Regions from separate parts of the Bos taurus genome. Here region 1 is linked to region 2. A link is a contact called in public Hi-C data. All regions are on one chromosome and are shown on one strand. The core of a region is the stretch at or near the end of the contact, and the rest is flanking DNA. Distances in the headings are between cores, read along the strand shown. Region 1 overlaps AKAP13 (A-kinase anchoring protein 13). Region 2 overlaps AKAP13 (A-kinase anchoring protein 13).

The links. Hi-C and Micro-C count contacts between places; a contact is called where the count stands out from the background.
Region 1: a Hi-C map of liver shows a contact between it and region 2, with 2.3 times the contacts expected there. The contact joins two enhancer-like sites. A contact is called at or near these places in 2 of 11 Hi-C or Micro-C datasets (liver and an unstated tissue).

What each region holds. Positions count from the first base shown.
Region 1 is chr21:16,398,378-16,402,411 of ARS-UCD2.0, reverse strand. The region is part of intron 8 of AKAP13 (A-kinase anchoring protein 13); the gene reads right to left. Among named protein-coding and RNA genes, the nearest start is that of KLHL25, 180 kb to the left of the region's middle. Within about 2 kb of position 1,926, at least 15 of the 102 cell types and tissues checked have an H3K27ac peak or open chromatin away from gene starts, as enhancers often do. A contact at or near this core is called in liver, where this site is marked.
Region 2 is chr21:16,350,324-16,354,478 of ARS-UCD2.0, reverse strand. AKAP13 (A-kinase anchoring protein 13) reads right to left here. Exons shown (of 38, transcript XM_024982287.2): 4 at 1,127-1,423. Among named protein-coding and RNA genes, the nearest start is that of AKAP13, 140 kb to the right of the region's middle. Within about 2 kb of position 1,353, at least 20 of the 102 cell types and tissues checked have an H3K27ac peak or open chromatin away from gene starts, as enhancers often do. A contact at or near this core is called in liver, where this site is marked.

The DNA.
Region 1 (4,034 bases), core at 677-3,176, 47 kb before region 2:
CAGGAGACACGGAGTACACTGGTTTGGAGCACTAGGGCAGGCAAGCAGGAGTCAGAACGCCTTCCTGGCCTCTGTGCAGCACATCCCCAAGGTGAACGGTCCCAGGGGCTTTCTGTTCTGGACTCAATATTCAGAGTCATCTCTGCACAGCATTCTTTAGGAAATAAATAGCAGGTCAGGAAAATCTTATTTATTCAGCAAAAGCAAACTCTTTGGACAAATACCATCTTGATGGTATTTAGCTACAGGTGAACAAATTATAAGAAGAACACGAGACTTCTTTTAAAGCAAATAAAAGTAGGTGCTAAAGTAGCCAAAGAATTGATGCTTTTGAACTGTGGTATTGGAGAAGACTCTTGAGAGTCCCTTGGACTGCAAGGAGATCCAACCAGTCCATTCTGAAGGAGATCAGCCCTGGGATTTCTTTGGAGGGAATGATGCTGAAGCTGAAACTCCAGTACTTTGGCACCTCATGCGAAGAGCTGACTCATTGGAAAAGACTGATGCTGGGAGAGATTGGGGGCAGGGAGAAGGGGACGACAGAGGATGAGATGGCTGGATGGCATCACTGACTTGATGGATGTGAGTCTGAGTGAACTCCAGGAGTTGGTGATGGACAGGGAGGCCTGGCGTGCTGCGATTCATGGGGTTGCAAAGAGCTGGACATGACTGAGTGACTGATCTGATCTGAACTGAAAGTAGTCAAAGGAATTTCTCCGACTATCATTGAAAGCATGGGACTATGACGCAACTGTTTCAGAATCTTCATGTGTGTATCCATCATTCAGGGCTGTTTGTTTAAAACATGAAAAATCAAAGTGAGCTGAACTGCCCAGATGTATATCCTCAGGAGGAGTTTTCTGAAAACCACAGTGTAACAGAAACATTACCCATACAGAAACGAGTTTCAGTCTATCGTACAGAGTTAACTAGCTGTGAAATGAGGCTAGTTGCTTAACTTTCCAGGAACCATTTCTTTCCTTCATATTTCAGATAATCTTTCAGGTCCATTCAAATTTCTAAAGGTCCATTCAAATTTCTAAAGATCTCAGAACTAAAACCAGCACCCTGTCTCCCAACTTAAATTAATGCTAGCTGCTACTCCTGAAGCTTTTATAACAATGTTCAAGAAGCAGAATCTGCAGTTTGATTGCTTTAGGAACCACTGTAAGTCACTGGTTACTTCAGTGAGTAAAAAGGATACTGGAATATGAAGTTATGAAACTAATTAATAATAAGAATGCTAAGCTGTACTTACTGCATGTTGAGCTCCATGTACTTGATAGATATTAACTCACCAGGGGAAAAAAGGACAACAAAAGGTAATCTAGAAGAACTGAACTGAAACTGTAACTAGTATTAAAGCTTTGGCAATACGTAGGGACAAACCATGAATATAAAATGGTGATAAAATGACTACTGGGAATGGACCACTCTGCGTGTAAAACCGGGCCTCTGGAATTGTGAACTACTTTTGATTCAACGGGGAAGTATCTGTCAGGACCATGTATCACGTGCTGAGAAACCTGAAGCATTGAATACACATGTGCTTTCTCTGCGGACACACAAGCACTAGTCTTGACACTGCCCGATTCCTTTATGCATCCTTTATTCCTTACGCAAAGGTTCCAGGTTTTCAAGACAGTAGCAAAGCATTAAGACACACAGATTTTTTCCTGTTTTACATTTGGAAGAGGTTGATTCAGAGAAACAATGAGTCATTGAGGCAATGACTGGTTTATTCCCAAGGGCAATACACAGACTGGGCATGTGTCTGAAAGACCAAATTAAATAATCCTAAACAAGTGCCACTCCGCCCTCGACTACCATCACAATCTCAGACTGCAAGCCCAGGCTCCAGAAGGTTAAGGCCAGAAGACAAACAGGACAAGGAAGTCGAGATACCAAGTCAAAAGACATACTTGGGAGAGACATGAAACTCTCTACTTCCTCTGTGCGGTTTAGTAACAAGCTCCCCCACAGGCTGAGACCACTCAGAAGAGAAAAAATTCTACTTGCTTTCTCTTTCTTCTCATCCACTGAGGCACACATATTCTAAAGGCAGGGGCGGACAGATTACCACCATCCATTTTTGTACAGCACATTGGAAAAAAAAAAAAACACCAAAGAGCAGATTTTTACATTTTTTAGTGACGAAAGAAAACATTCAAAAAAGAGTATTTCATGACATGAAATCATTTCACAATATGACATGATTTTACAATATGAAATGATTTCACAATATGAAATTCAAATTTCAAAGAAAAGAAAAAAATTTAAAAAAGAAATGCAAATTTCTATGAAGCTTTTATCGGAACTGTCAGTAAAAGGCTTGTTTACAGGCAGCCTCTGGCTGCTTTCACATGCAACACCAAAGGCGATTAGCTGTTACAGAAACTGTACCTCCCACAAACTCTGATGTATTTATTCTCTGTCCTTTGTAAGTGTTCACAAACTTCCCTCCAGGCAAAAAACATGCAGAGAGTCAGATGGGGAAAAAAGGAGAAAATGCGACATGTGAAGAAGATGCAAAATGTGTGTCCACGCTTCCTGCTTTCGATCCACAGCAAGGGAGGGCAGGTCAGAGGTCAGATTTCACGACACTGTAAGAAGGCTGTGAGCACTAGACCTGAAGATCCTCATGAACTAAAAATCCCATTAAAGTATGCTTTCTCTAACTACATGGAGCGCAGGCAGACACAAAGCAAAGATACCCCAGCAACAGCAGACAAATTACATGGTTCTCGAATCCTGAGGCTCCTTAGGATAAGGAGCCTGGGCTAAGAGTTGGGGAGGAAAGCACCCCACTGGGCAGATTCTAGGTTAGAACCAAACTAGAAGCTCCCATTCTAGCAGGCCCTGACCTTAAGCTAGCCAAGGGACTATTTGGGGGTCTACTTCTTCTATCTGTAAAATGACGCCTGATGACCAACCAGAGGAGTGTCCTCTCTCTCAACTTCTAAAACTGGAGGGAAAATGAGAAGAGGAAAAGAGACGAGGAAAGGAGCAACTTTCAGTCAGTCAGACAGAGGAGAACTATCCAGTGACAGCCCTTATATCTGGAGTCTAAAACAAAATGATACAAATGAACTTACTTACAAAACAGAAACAGACTCACAGACTTCGAGAAGGCACTTACTGTTATCAGGGGGAAGGATGGGAGGAAGGGATAGTCAGGCAGCTGGGGATGGACATGTACACACTGCTGTACTTAAAATGGATAACCAACAAGGACCTGCTGTCTAGCACACGGAACTCTGCTCAACGTTATGTGGCAGCCTGGATGGGAGGGGAGTTTAGGGGAGATGGATTCATTTGTGTGTACAGCTGAGTCCCTTCAATGGTCACCCGAAACTATCACAACACTGTCTGTTTATCAGCTATACCCCCAATACAAAACAAACAAAAACTCAAAACAGAGTTTTGCTCTCTTCTTTGTAATGGTTAAGATACAGTCAGGACAGAGCTATCCTCACAGGAAAGCAAAGGGTCTGTGGCCAGCCTCAGGCTGTACACAGGACACTAATCACAGGACTTCACATGGAGGACGAAGAAGCAGAGGTATTTGAATTCAAGGATGTGAGTTTGTTCCTTCCCTTTTTCAGGGGCTTCTGGAAACAAAGACACATGTTACCCATGCAGGGCGTGTTCTCTTTTCTTTCCCCAGGGGCAAAAGCAACACTTGTCTGAATAATGCCTGCGGTACAAGTAGCCACCCAGGCATTAGTCATGAATATTATCGGTAATAAGGGGTGGGTGAGAACAGCCAGCACCTCCCTACCACTGCACTCCAACAAAATGAAGCTTGTTTATCCCAATCCATACACTTGAAACAGTTTGGAAGGGTACCGTTCTGTTTAGCTAACTGGGGTAATTCTATGAAAAATACTTAGCCCTCTGAAGAGCAAAAAAAAACACACCCTCAAGTCTAGACAAGGATGGCTGATTTTCTGATGGGCAATGTGATTTACTCCAGTATCTTGATTTTCCAGCCAAAGATGTGTGCTGGTTTTTTTTGTTTGCTTTTGTTGCTT
Region 2 (4,155 bases), core at 104-2,603:
ACTAAAGCTAGCAAAACCTCGCTGCCCTTCCTCCATGAGAAGAACACAGCTATCTGGTGGGTCTAGAGAGTGGGGAACTGAGCGCCCTCCCGGATCAGCCCCGCTGGGCACTCCTCCTCAGTCAGGGTCTGCCTGCCTGCGGGGGGGGGCCGGGGCCTTCTGGGCGACCCCTTCATAACACAATAACCAAAGTCAGGAACACTCCAGGGCAGTCCTGTGACTGTCCTGTTCTTCCAGAGATAAGAGTCGAGAGGATAAGCAACCCCTTCCGGCAAGTGGACTGATGTCAGCCTTTCCATTCAGTTTCTGTTAGGAACAAAGCAAACGCTCTGATCTTTGCGTAACTCATAAATCTTTCCATTAGATCTGCACTCAGGAGGGAAAGATGACGCTGTTCGCTGGACTCCAGGTATATGCTGCTTCATCGGGGGCGGGGTGTGTGTGTGTGTGTGTGTGTGTGTGTGTTTACACACATAAACATTCACAACATCTAACAGGTGTCATTTACCGCAAGAATAATGACACAGGAAATCCCCTGTCAGAAAAAGAGGAACATATATAGATACCTACTACTTCACTGCTTTTTAAAAAGTGGAGTCCCGAGCAGATGAAATAGACCAGAGTGAGGGCACTCTGGTTACAAACTTGTGGGGTGGGCGCTCCAGGCCTTGGTTAGCTCCCCTGCATGCCCCTCCCTGTCTTTTCCTTCTTCCAGCCTCATGGAATCCCTAGACACCTTGAGAATACAATAATGAAAATCCTGTCTTTGATCTTTAGAAAGAAGTGTCAAACGTTCCTCTGCTGCCCTCCTCATGAAGGACGGGCCTCTCTCTACACACAGGAGATCAAGTGTGAAGTCCGGGCCACGGAAGGGCATCAAGCCACCAGCTACTCTGACAGCTGCCGCTCTGAGTGAGCCCTCTGTGGGGTCATTTCCTGACAAGAACGGGCCTGACAACTCGGCAGGAGGACCCAGGAGAGGCGCCACTGAGGCCACTCTGCTCCTGTAATGGCACAGTCTATGCAGCCACCGTGGAGACGGGAGGAGCATCCCCAAAGGAAAGCAGCCCCATCCAAAAACAAAGAATCCCAAGCTCAAAGGCTGCGGGTCATCCGAGGTCCTTACCGTGTGAAGTTGCGTCTGTCCCCAACACATTCCACTCCGCTGGCAGCTTCAGGTGCCTGAAGGCCAGGGCAACTTTCTCATCGAGGGAGTTCACGTCCGAGGACGGGGGTCCTGAGCGATCCAGGAAACGGGTGAAGTTCAGGGCCTGCTGGTTGCCAGCACTGGTGGCCAGGAACTGGGCTGCGTCATAGGCCTCGTCCTGGATGAACTGGAAGTCCTCTTCCGCCACCACGAACACAGGCAGGCCCTCTTTGGAAGCGCAGAGCAGCACCTTCACTGTCTCGCAGCAGTCATGACCTAATGAGACACAGGCAGCAGGGAGACAGATCAGAGCCCTCCTCCTGAAAGACAGGGCAGCGGCGGCAATCAGCTCTTCCTGCATGACATACACATTCCCCCTCCTGAAAGGAACCCCCTCCTTCCCCCAAGCTCTGCCAGCAATCTTCCACACTTCACAAAACTCCATCTCTAATTCATTTTTCACAAGTGCTAGTTGCAAATATCAATTGGTTCCCCTGTTGTTGTTCCGTCGATCAGTCATGTCTGATTGTCTGCGACCCTATGGACTGTAGCTCACCAGGCTTCTCTGTCCATGAGATTTCTCCAGGCAACAATACTGGAGTGAGTGGCCATTACCTTCTCCAGGGGATCTTCCCAACCTAGAGACTGAATCCGCGTCTCCCTGTCTCCTGCATTGGCAGGCAGGTGCTTCCCCGGAGCCACCTGGAAAGCCCTGGTTCCCCTACCAAATAACAGGTTAATTTTGTATTCCAGTTGCCACCATGCTGGCAGTATAATGTTTGGCATTAACAGTCTCTGAAAATCTCAATATACACTAATTTGTTCAACTTGAACAAATTAAAGAATGAAAGCTCAAGGACCTTGCGATGAGGCCTAGCGTCCAGTGGGAAGGCTCCTGAGCAGCCCTGGATCTGGAAACCCAGCAGGGAAAAAGTCACTTCCACAGGTCACCTGGCAGGAACTGGACTGAGGCCCCAGTACCCCACTGACAGAGCCTGGCAGGGCACGGTCTATAAGATGGCAAAGAGTCAGACACGACTGAAGCGACTGAGCAGGCACCAAGCACACGACCTGATTTCACCTCACTATTATGAAGCAATTCAAGGCAGAGGAAATAACTTTTGCTCTGAGATGCCCATTCTTTCCTGTAATGCAAAGAGAACTTCAAAGAAATCGCCCGGTTTGCACAGGGATGATGCAATGCCAGGGCCAGAGACCACGGTGCCCACTGCCCAGAGGGGCAGAGAATGCATGAGCTCTGACGTCAGGCAGCAAGCTACCTGCCACCCGAGGGAGCTCCACTGGTGTCTAGACCGGGAAGGTGTGAGCACTGTTCCCGCAGGGAGGCATTCCTGGAAAGTCAGATCTCCCTGGGGTTTTCAGCAATGTTATGCATTTCCAAGATGCGGAATGTATTCATCAAAACACACTTTTCCTCCACCTTCAGGCACTGATCTCAGCTGGTTGGAACTATGCTCCTAACATCATCATTTCTTCCATAAATATCTTTCTGATGAGAAAATAAACTGGAGTTGGTGTTTCTGAGTGAGCTGCGCCCCCTGGCGCGCTGCCTGAGGAACTGCAGGCACCTGAGGGCCAGGCTCCCAGAGACCACCCACATGCAGAGCCCATCCTGGCTTCTGGATGAGCTGGAGGGTCCCTGAGTGCCACTCCGCAGACCACAGGCACAGCCAACAGAGGCTTCCCACCCGGCAGAGCAAACTAAGCTTTCTGCTGTCTTTGAAAGAGAAAACAATCATTTTTCTTCCCCATGTGACCAACGAGAGAAGTAAATCGATATTCTACAGACTTCCCCCCACCCCCACGGTGTGTGTGTTAGTCGCTTAGTCATGTACGACTCTTTGTGACCCCATGGACTGTAGCCCATCAGGCCCCTCTGTCCATGGGATTCTCCAAGCAAGAACACTGGAGAGGGTTGCCATTCCCTTCTGCAGGGGATCTTCCCAACCCAGGGATCGAACCTGGGTCTCCTGGCATTGCAGGCAGATTCTTCACCATCTGAGCCACCAAGGAAGTCCCTTTCCCCCCAGGAGCCTCTTTAAAGGCTTTCCTTTGTGATGAAAAGTCTCTCACTGGTGTGTAATCTAAAGATGGGAACAAATACTGACTAACCAAGAACCTATGACACACCAGGCATCTGATGTGTCATTTTCTCAACACAACAAATTTATATGGTGTGTACTGTCCTCACGTTATAGATGAGAAAACTGAGACTTCAAGAGATAAACTGCCCAGATTCACACAACCATGAAGCAGAATCTATCAGGTCTGATGCTAAACATCATGGTGTGAGAGTTCTGTAAAGCATTGCTTACAAATAAAGAAGTAACAGTGACAGTTACGCCCCTGTCTGCAAGGAGCCCACCCTATACCTGGAATGACAGGCCAGTATGCCTATTAAAGCCAGAGGAACAGGCTCACAAACCCCGGAAATCAGTCTCCATACAAATGCATAACTCGACCAGTTGCTCCCAATGCCTTCCCAGCTGAATTCCTTCTAGAAAGGCTGTGGGAATCAAGCATCCTCTGCCCGCATGGGCCTGGCTCTGTATGTATACTCAGATATGCATTTCAATTCAACAAATACGCTGAATGTATACATCTATTACACAAAATGAAATTAGGGGGAAAAAATATTCATCTTTCTTTGCAGGGCAGCCAGCCTAATTATATAAGACAACTTCAGCAGGAACAAATCAGCTGGTTCAGGTAGTTAAGGTTTGGGTGGTTCTCCTGGCAGAAAATACTTCTTCAAAACTGTTGTGTTACATTTAACGACTAACATCTGGGGGGTTCCCTGATGGGCCAGTGGTTAGGAGGCGGTGCTTTCACTGCTCAGGTCCAGACTCAATCCCTAGTCAGAGGGGAAAAAATCACTAACATCTATCTGGACGTCCACCAAGCTCAGGACTCTGTGAGTAGAAGCTGAACACACACCCACATCCACACACATACCCACCCCCCAGCAGCAGCAGCTAACCACAGGG